2 separate regions of the Macaca mulatta genome follow, and region 1 is linked to region 2. The links are chromatin contacts, called in public Hi-C maps. All regions are on one chromosome and are shown on one strand. Each heading gives the region's core, a stretch centred on a gene start, on an enhancer-like site or on the middle of the called end of the contact. The rest is flanking DNA. Distances are from core to core; before and after follow the strand shown.

Region 1 (3,583 bases), core at 202-2,701, 340 kb after region 2:
TCATTGTCTTCAGCAGCAAACTGCCGAGGCGGGGGTTGGGGGTGGGGGAAGACTGGAACCTGTGAGGCTGAGAAAAACCAGATGCCCGATTGATGCTTCCACATAGGACCAGGGCGCTAGAGGTAGACAGGGCCTGGTGCCGTGTGGCAAACATTGAGGGCTCTTTCCCATCCTGCAAATGGCTCTGGGCGTGGAGACAGCCCAGGGAAGAGGCTGTCTAGGACCATATGGCGCTTGCCAGTGGCACTGAGGCTGTTAGAGGCAGTGGTGGCAATCCCACTAATAATACTCCCTTCTCTCCAACGTTGACAAGATTCTCCCCACTTCATGGGAAGCACATGAAATCTGGCCTTTTGCCTCCAGAGATTTAGGATTGAAAGCCTGACAGTTTGGACACACAGCCCGTGGGCAATATTACCCTTCTCCCGGGCTTGTGTCTGTGCCAAGAATTCCTAACAAAGGGAGAAAAGATTAATTAATTTTTAAAAATCCATAAAAATGCTCATGAAACTGACTAGTAAGAAACTGTCCAGTTTTGTTTTTTTTTTCCTTGGTAGTGATCAGAATGTCGCAAGTTTCTACACACATATTTTACAGACGTTCCATAAATCTTCCCGTGGTGCCTCTTCCCTATAAGTAAGGTCCCTTGGGAAGTCATTGAGGCTTCCTCACTACATGTATTCAAGAGAAAATTGGTTGTAACACTTAGAGAAGGCGGCTGTCCGGGAGGGGGAGGTAGGGGTGGGGAGTGTGGAGAAGCTAGTCCAAGTTCAGTTGCCAAGGACAGAGAGACAAGGAAGCCTCCTTTTCTTGGAAATTCCTGAAATTTCCAAACTGTCTTTTACTTCTCATGCACAAATAATCTCTTTGTGCTATCTTTTTTATCCTTTTTATTTATTTACTTCTAATCGCCAAAGGGGGGGGTCATTCTTTCGCACAAAATCTGAAAAAGTAGACGGAAGTAGAAAGAAAGACACAACCAACCAAATAAACAAAAATCCCACCCCAAATTCCAAGGTTTTTTTTTTTTTTTTTTTGCTTTGTTTTATTTTGTTTTGAAAGGATTTTCCTGGGCAGTTTGACAGCACCGCTTCAGTGATGGGGGCCCAATGTTAGTGACAGTTCCCCAGGGAGCTTGTTAACATTGCAGATTCCTCCAAGCCTGCACCCCTGAGAGTGGGAGTTTGTAGGTCAGGGGGGTTGGGTCCCCCGAATCTGTGTTTTTAATAAGCCCTTGGGTGACTCTGAGGAGGGTGGTCATCAGACCACACTTTGAGAAATAATGAGTTTCAGATTTTTCAGACCCTCAGCAAACCTGAGATGTGAAAATCCAGATTTAAAACAAAAATCGGGGGCTAATGATTTGTTTTCTGGAAGGGTTTGGCTTAAATAGGCATTTCCCTCAGTGCCGTTAACATATGATTCTGTTCACACTCGGTGATTCAGCGAGGCAGCCAGGACTTCATCTGCACCACTCTGGGCCAATACGGCATACCGCCACCTTTTTACAGAGCAGCGTTGACGCCCATCTGCTCAAATAAATTAACGTTTCCATCTCAAATAACTCATTTGGCTGGATCACTGAGGTTACACGCCAACCCGAAGAGGAAGGGGAGGAGGCAATACAGGGGGGGGGGAGAGGTAGGAAAGGCATTTTGCAACGTATGTTGCAAGTAATACCGTTGCATTTTTGTAGCCAGAAAGGAGGGGTAAGTAGATGAACACAGCTACTAGTGTAATTCACATGCACCCCTTTATTATCTCCTTTTCACGATTCCTACTGATGCTTAGGAGTAGGGTACAGCTTGCAGCTGGATTTGCTGATGGGCGCGATATTCCCTGTGCAAAGACACTGTGGAGTTCGTGTGAGCCCATTGTGTGTGCATGGGCATGAGTGTGTGTATGGGGGCGGGGGTAAGGGGTGGAGGATTGTTCTGCAGAAGATCGTGATGTTCAGTGAGACGTACAGAGAACACACAGTGGAGACAGCAGGTAGTTTATTTCCTTTTTTAATGGACTTTATTTTTTACAACGGTTTTTGACTTTTTGAGAGTTTCGCTGCAAAATTGAGCAGCAGGTACAGAGATTCCCCATACACTTCCTTCCTGAAACATGCGCAGCCTCCGCCACCATCAACATCCTGCCCCAGAGTGGCATATTTGTTACAGTTGATGAACCTACGCCGACACATCCTTATCTCCCAAAGTGCACAGTTTACGTAACTTTTTTTTTTTTTTTTTTTTTTGAGATGGAATCTCACTCTGTGGCCCAGGCTGGAGTGCAGTGGCGCGATTTCAGCTCAATGCAACCTCTGCCTCCTGGGTTCAAGCGATTCTCCTGCCTCAGCCCTCCCTCGAGTAGCTGGGATTGCAGGCGTGCACCACCACGCCTGGCTAGTTTTTGTATTTTTAGTAGGGACGGGGTTTTGCCATGTTGGCCAGGCTGGTCTGGAACTCCCGACCTCAGGTGGTCCACCCACCTCCGCCTCCCAAAGTGCTGGGATTACAAGCGTGAGCCACCATGCCTGGCTGTAACTTTTTATTTTGAAATAATTTTAGAGTTACAAAAAGGTGCAAAATAGTGCAGGGTTCCCATATAACCTTCACCCAAGTTTCTCTACTCTTCACAGCTCACATAACCATCCTGCAATGATCAAAACCATCCAACATTGGTTCATTACTATTAACTAAACTAAGCTCCTATTTTCAAGTCTCACTGATTTTTCCACTTACGTCTTTTTTTCTGGACAACAGGTACTTTCAAGTCAGAGAGATCTGGGTGTGAATCCAGCTGTGTCACTCGAAAATTGTCCAAGTCAGATCATCTCTCTGAGCCTTGATTTTCTCTCTGTAAAATGGGAGATAACAAGGGCAACTTAATAGGGTCCTTGTGAAGATGAAATAAAAACATGTGTGTCCAGAGCTTGGCACACAAGTAGGCACTGATGTTGGTTTTATTTTCCTACTCTCTTTCAAAGAACCATCCTCAAGGACAAATGGGCATTTGCGTAAATTCCTGTTGGACCAGTTTGACTTCATCTCAGCTGCTGGATCAAGTTTCTCTATTTTGGAAAAAAAAAGAAAAGAAGAAGAAGAAAAGAAAAGGCCGCAGACATAGAGATTAATTAGGAAGCTATTGTAACAGTCCATGTAAGCTAAGTCTCCACAGTGGCTGCACAGAGGTAAGAAGAGAAAAAGTTGTTTTGTTGTTGTTGTTTTGTTTTGTTTTTGTTTTTGTTTTAGAGATGGAGTCTTGCTCTGTCACCCAGGCTGGAGTGCAGTGGCGCGATCTTGGCTCACTGCAAACTATATCTCCTGGGTTCATGCCATTCTCCTGCCTCAGCCTCCCGAGTAGCTGGGACTACAGGCACCCGCCACCATGCCCAGCTGATTTTTTGTATTTTTAGTAGAGACGGGGTTTCACTGTGTTAGCCAGGATGGTCTCGATCTCCTGACCTCGTGATCCACCCACCTCAGCCTCCCAAAGTGCTGAGATCACAAGCATGAGCCACCACGCCCAGCCAAGAGAAAAAGTTTAACAAACATTTCAAATGCAGAATAAAGAGGAGCTGATGACTGATTGG
Region 2 (3,612 bases), core at 29-2,528:
GTAATTGCCTTATATCTGTTTACAAATCTTTGCTCAATATTTAAACAAATTCGTACTCTCCTGGGCACATAGCTATACATACAGTAACTCATGCACAAAGCACATATTTAAAGACCACGCACTGCAATTATTAGCCTAAACGCCAGGTTTAACAACGTGAATGTTTTCAGAGGTAGGTAATACGACCCAATAAAAAGCAAAGATGGCATTTACCACCAAATGTCACTGCCACCGCCAGGAAAGAGTTGCTGGAGCCCTATACATTTTTAATTTCGATGAATCTAGACGCCGTCGGCGGGTGCCAGGCTTCCACGAGAACAATTGACACCCTAACTGCTTCAAGATTAAGGCAGGCGATTCAAATCCGAAGGAAAAGTTGTCAATTATCAGAGAGAGAGCGCGAGAGAGGCGAAAGCAGATAAAAGCGATGTTATCAAACCGCCCAGCTTGTTGCTTTTGTGTGTGTGTGTGTGTGTGGATTCGTTGTTAGGACAGATAAAACAGTTTTTAAAAGACACAGAAGGAGAGAAAGAAAAAAAAGCTTTCTCCACCTTCCGTCGGCTCGGTGCAATGGCTTTACGGCTCTCCAGCGTAGTAAGCCCCGAGAGGCAAGCGGCTGTCGATGTTTACAATCGCGGGAGCTTCGGGTGCAAGAGTCCTTTCCTGACACAATCGCATTCAATCAACTGTTTTCGGGCGAAATTGCAGGTGTCATTATGGAATTTAAAAAAATTCAAAAGGCAGGCGGGCGGGCGGGCGGGCAGGCAGCCGATCCGACAACGGGGAAGAGGTTGCCGATCGGAGGCGCGGGCAGCACAAGGCAAAGCCTTCCACATTTAGGGGGGAAAAAAAGGGGGGAAAGGGGAGGAGAAGGGGAGTGCAATTGCAACAGAGGGTGGGCGTTCGAAGTGCGACCCAGAATCCGCAGCTCCGAGACTTCCACATGCAAATTCCACGCCGAGCGCCGCGCTCACAAATGATTTTTAAAGAGCCAAATAAACACTGGATGGGATCCAAGGCGAGAAAGAGACGATCCAAAAGGGGGAGAATCGGCGAGAGGCGAACGGCGGGGAGACGCGAGGGAGGGGCGAAGTCCCGGCGGCGGGAGGAGAAAGTTGGTCGGCGGCGGAGGTCGGGGAGCCCCCCCTCCCCGACACAGCCCCCTCCCCGCAGCCCGGCTACTCACCAGCGAAAAGAGGTTGGAGTGACAATCCTCCAGGCTCGCCCCGTTCGCCACCCAGTTCGCTGCCGCAGTCATGATCCTCCGCGAGCCCGGCCGCCAGAGCGGGGCATGTCGGAGCGAGGCGTCCGAGGCGAGGCCGGGCCGGGCGGCGGCGCCTCGCCGGGGAGCGCGGGGCGGCCGGGCCGCCGCCGCCGCCGGGGGAGGGCGCGAGGGCCGGCGGGCAGGCGGGAGGCGCCGCGGCGACGCCGCGCCGGGGGCGGCGGGCCCGGGCTGGCGGGGGGGTCCGCGGCGGCCGCGCGGCTCCTTCCTGCTCGGGCGGCGGCGGCGGCTGCGGCGGCTTCGGCGGCGGCGGGGGGCGCTGTCCGTGCGGCCCGGCGCCCACCCCGCCTCTCAGGGCCGCCGCTGCCTCCCGGGCCGGCGCTGCGGGCCGGCCGCCGCCTCCGCCTTCCCTGCTCCTCAGCCGCCGCCGCCGCTGCCGCCGCCTTGTTTATCTCCAGCCACCGACTCCCCCTCGGCCCCCGCCGGCGCGCGAGGGGAGGCGAGCCCCGGAGCCGCCGCCGCCGCCTCGGAGCCGCCGCCGCCGCGGAGCGCGAACTCGCGAAGGGGGGGGTGCGGACGAAGCCAGCGGGCGACCCCGGCAGCCGAGCGACGTCCCCTCCTTCCTCTTCCTCCCCCACCCCCCCCTCCTCCCCAGTCAGCCTCGCTTCTCCTCCCTCCCCGGGCTCGCTTGCTCTGACAGCAATGGCGGCCGCCGACCGCGGCTCGGCCCGCCATTGGCTGGTGCCGGGTCACGTGACGGGCGCCGGCCGCGCGGGGGGAGCAGGGGGCGGGCGGGGGAGGGGTCCGGAGTGGCGGCGGCGGCGGCGGCTCGCGGGAGGCGCTGCTGAGCCGAGCGCGGCCGGGTCCTCGGGCCGGGAAGAGGGAGGGAGGGAGGCGGAGAGGGAGAGAAAGAAGTGCAGGCGGCCGGGCTCCCCGGCGGGCGGCGGACTGCCGGCCCGTGGCTGCCGTGGGCTGCCCCTCGTGGCCGCCCCGCCCCCTCGCGGTGCACTGATCGTGGCGGGGCGGGACCGTGGGTCCGGGGCGGGACCGTGGGTCCGGGTCGCGCCCGTGGCGGCCGCGGAAGCGGGCGCGGGGCCCCCGGCCTGTGTCCCCGCAGCCCAGGCCGGCTGGCGTGGCGCGGCGGCCGCGCTGTGGACCAGGCAGCGGGTCCGAGTGCTCTGGGAAGTGTGTGTCTTCGGAGGCTCGCGCCGCCGTCCGCCTTTTACAGAGAAAAAAAACTGAAGCACAAAGGGATTAAGTCACTTGCCCGAGGTCGCACACCTGGGAAGAGGAGTCCAGATTCGAACCCGCGCACAGTGAAGCCAAGCTCTTGGACTAGGTTTCACAGTCTTTGCCCAGGGATATTCACGGCTGCCACAGAGGGAGCGCTTACTGTGTTCCAGGCACTGTGCGTTTAATACAGAAATGTGTATTGAGCCCTTTCTCCTAGTTACTGTGTGCACTCATTCATTCATTCATTATATAAATGTTTCCTGAGCTCCTACTATGTGCCAGAATCTATTACAACTTCCAGGCACTGTGCTAAGGCCGTGTTGGGAGCAGACCCTTCCTCTTGGCGTTATTCATTCAATAACCAACATTTCCCGAGAGTATATGACCTGGGTGTCCGGAGGAGTGCTGCTGTGAAGAGAGGCTCTCCCAGTCCTCAAGAAACGGATCCCCAAAAAGGTGGTGAGGAGAAAACAATGTCTTCACTAATAAGCCTCCAAACATGGAACAGCTAGCTGTTTCAGGCAGATTAAACTAAAAGAGGAAGAGTCGATGGCTAGCATAGTGGCTCACGCCGGTAATCCTAGCCGAGGTTTAACACCAACCTGAGCAATGTAGCAAGACCCCCGTTGCGACAAAAACAAAAAAAACAAAAAACAAAAATTAGACAGGCATAGTGGCATGTGCCTGTAGCCTTAGCTACTCCAGAGGCTGAGGTGGGAGGATGACTTGAGCCCTGAAGGCGGTGGCTGCAGTGAGCCCAGTGAGCCCCGAGATCGCATCACCGCACTCCAGCCTGAGTGAGAGAGGCCCTGTCTCAAAAAAAAAAAACAAATAGGGGAAGAGTGGAAAGCAGGGAAGAGATGAGAGTGCATAATAAAAGGAGAGAAGTCTTAGACACGTGAACTTAGCTCTGGAACTACCACAAAAATTGATCCTGATTGCTGGCCCTTGGGAGGTAATTAGCATAAGGGTGGAGCCCCCATGATGGAATTAGTGCCCTTATAGGAAGAGACACAAGGGAGTTTGCTTCTCTCTCTGCTAAAGACTCATGAGCAACATGTTATAATGTGTATTATCATGCAACGTATTGTTACAATGAATGTCCTTACCTACATTATTTCACATAATCAGCAGAACCACCACCTAAAGTAGATACT

What was found. A called contact is a pair of places that touch in the nucleus more often than the background predicts.
Region 1: a Hi-C map of CD4 T cells shows a contact between it and region 2, with 6 times the contacts expected there. The contact joins the enhancer-like site here to the promoter of MED13L in region 2. A contact is called at or near these places in 6 of 14 Hi-C or Micro-C datasets (CD4 T cells, blood, cortical neurons and 3 more).

What each region holds. Positions count from the first base shown.
Region 1 is chr11:123,864,905-123,868,487 of T2T-MMU8v2.0, forward strand. All of the region lies in intron 5 of SPRING1 (SREBF pathway regulator in golgi 1), which reads right to left. Among named protein-coding and RNA genes, the nearest start is that of SPRING1, 140 kb to the right of the region's middle. Within about 2 kb of position 1,452, at least 17 of the 40 cell types and tissues checked have an H3K27ac peak or open chromatin away from gene starts, as enhancers often do. A contact at or near this core is called in CD4 T cells and fetal cortex germinal zone, where this site is marked.
Region 2 is chr11:123,527,623-123,531,234 of T2T-MMU8v2.0, forward strand. MED13L (mediator complex subunit 13L) reads right to left here and starts at 1,279. Exons shown (of 31, transcript NM_001261532.1): 1 at 1,187-1,279. The coding sequence starts at 1,258.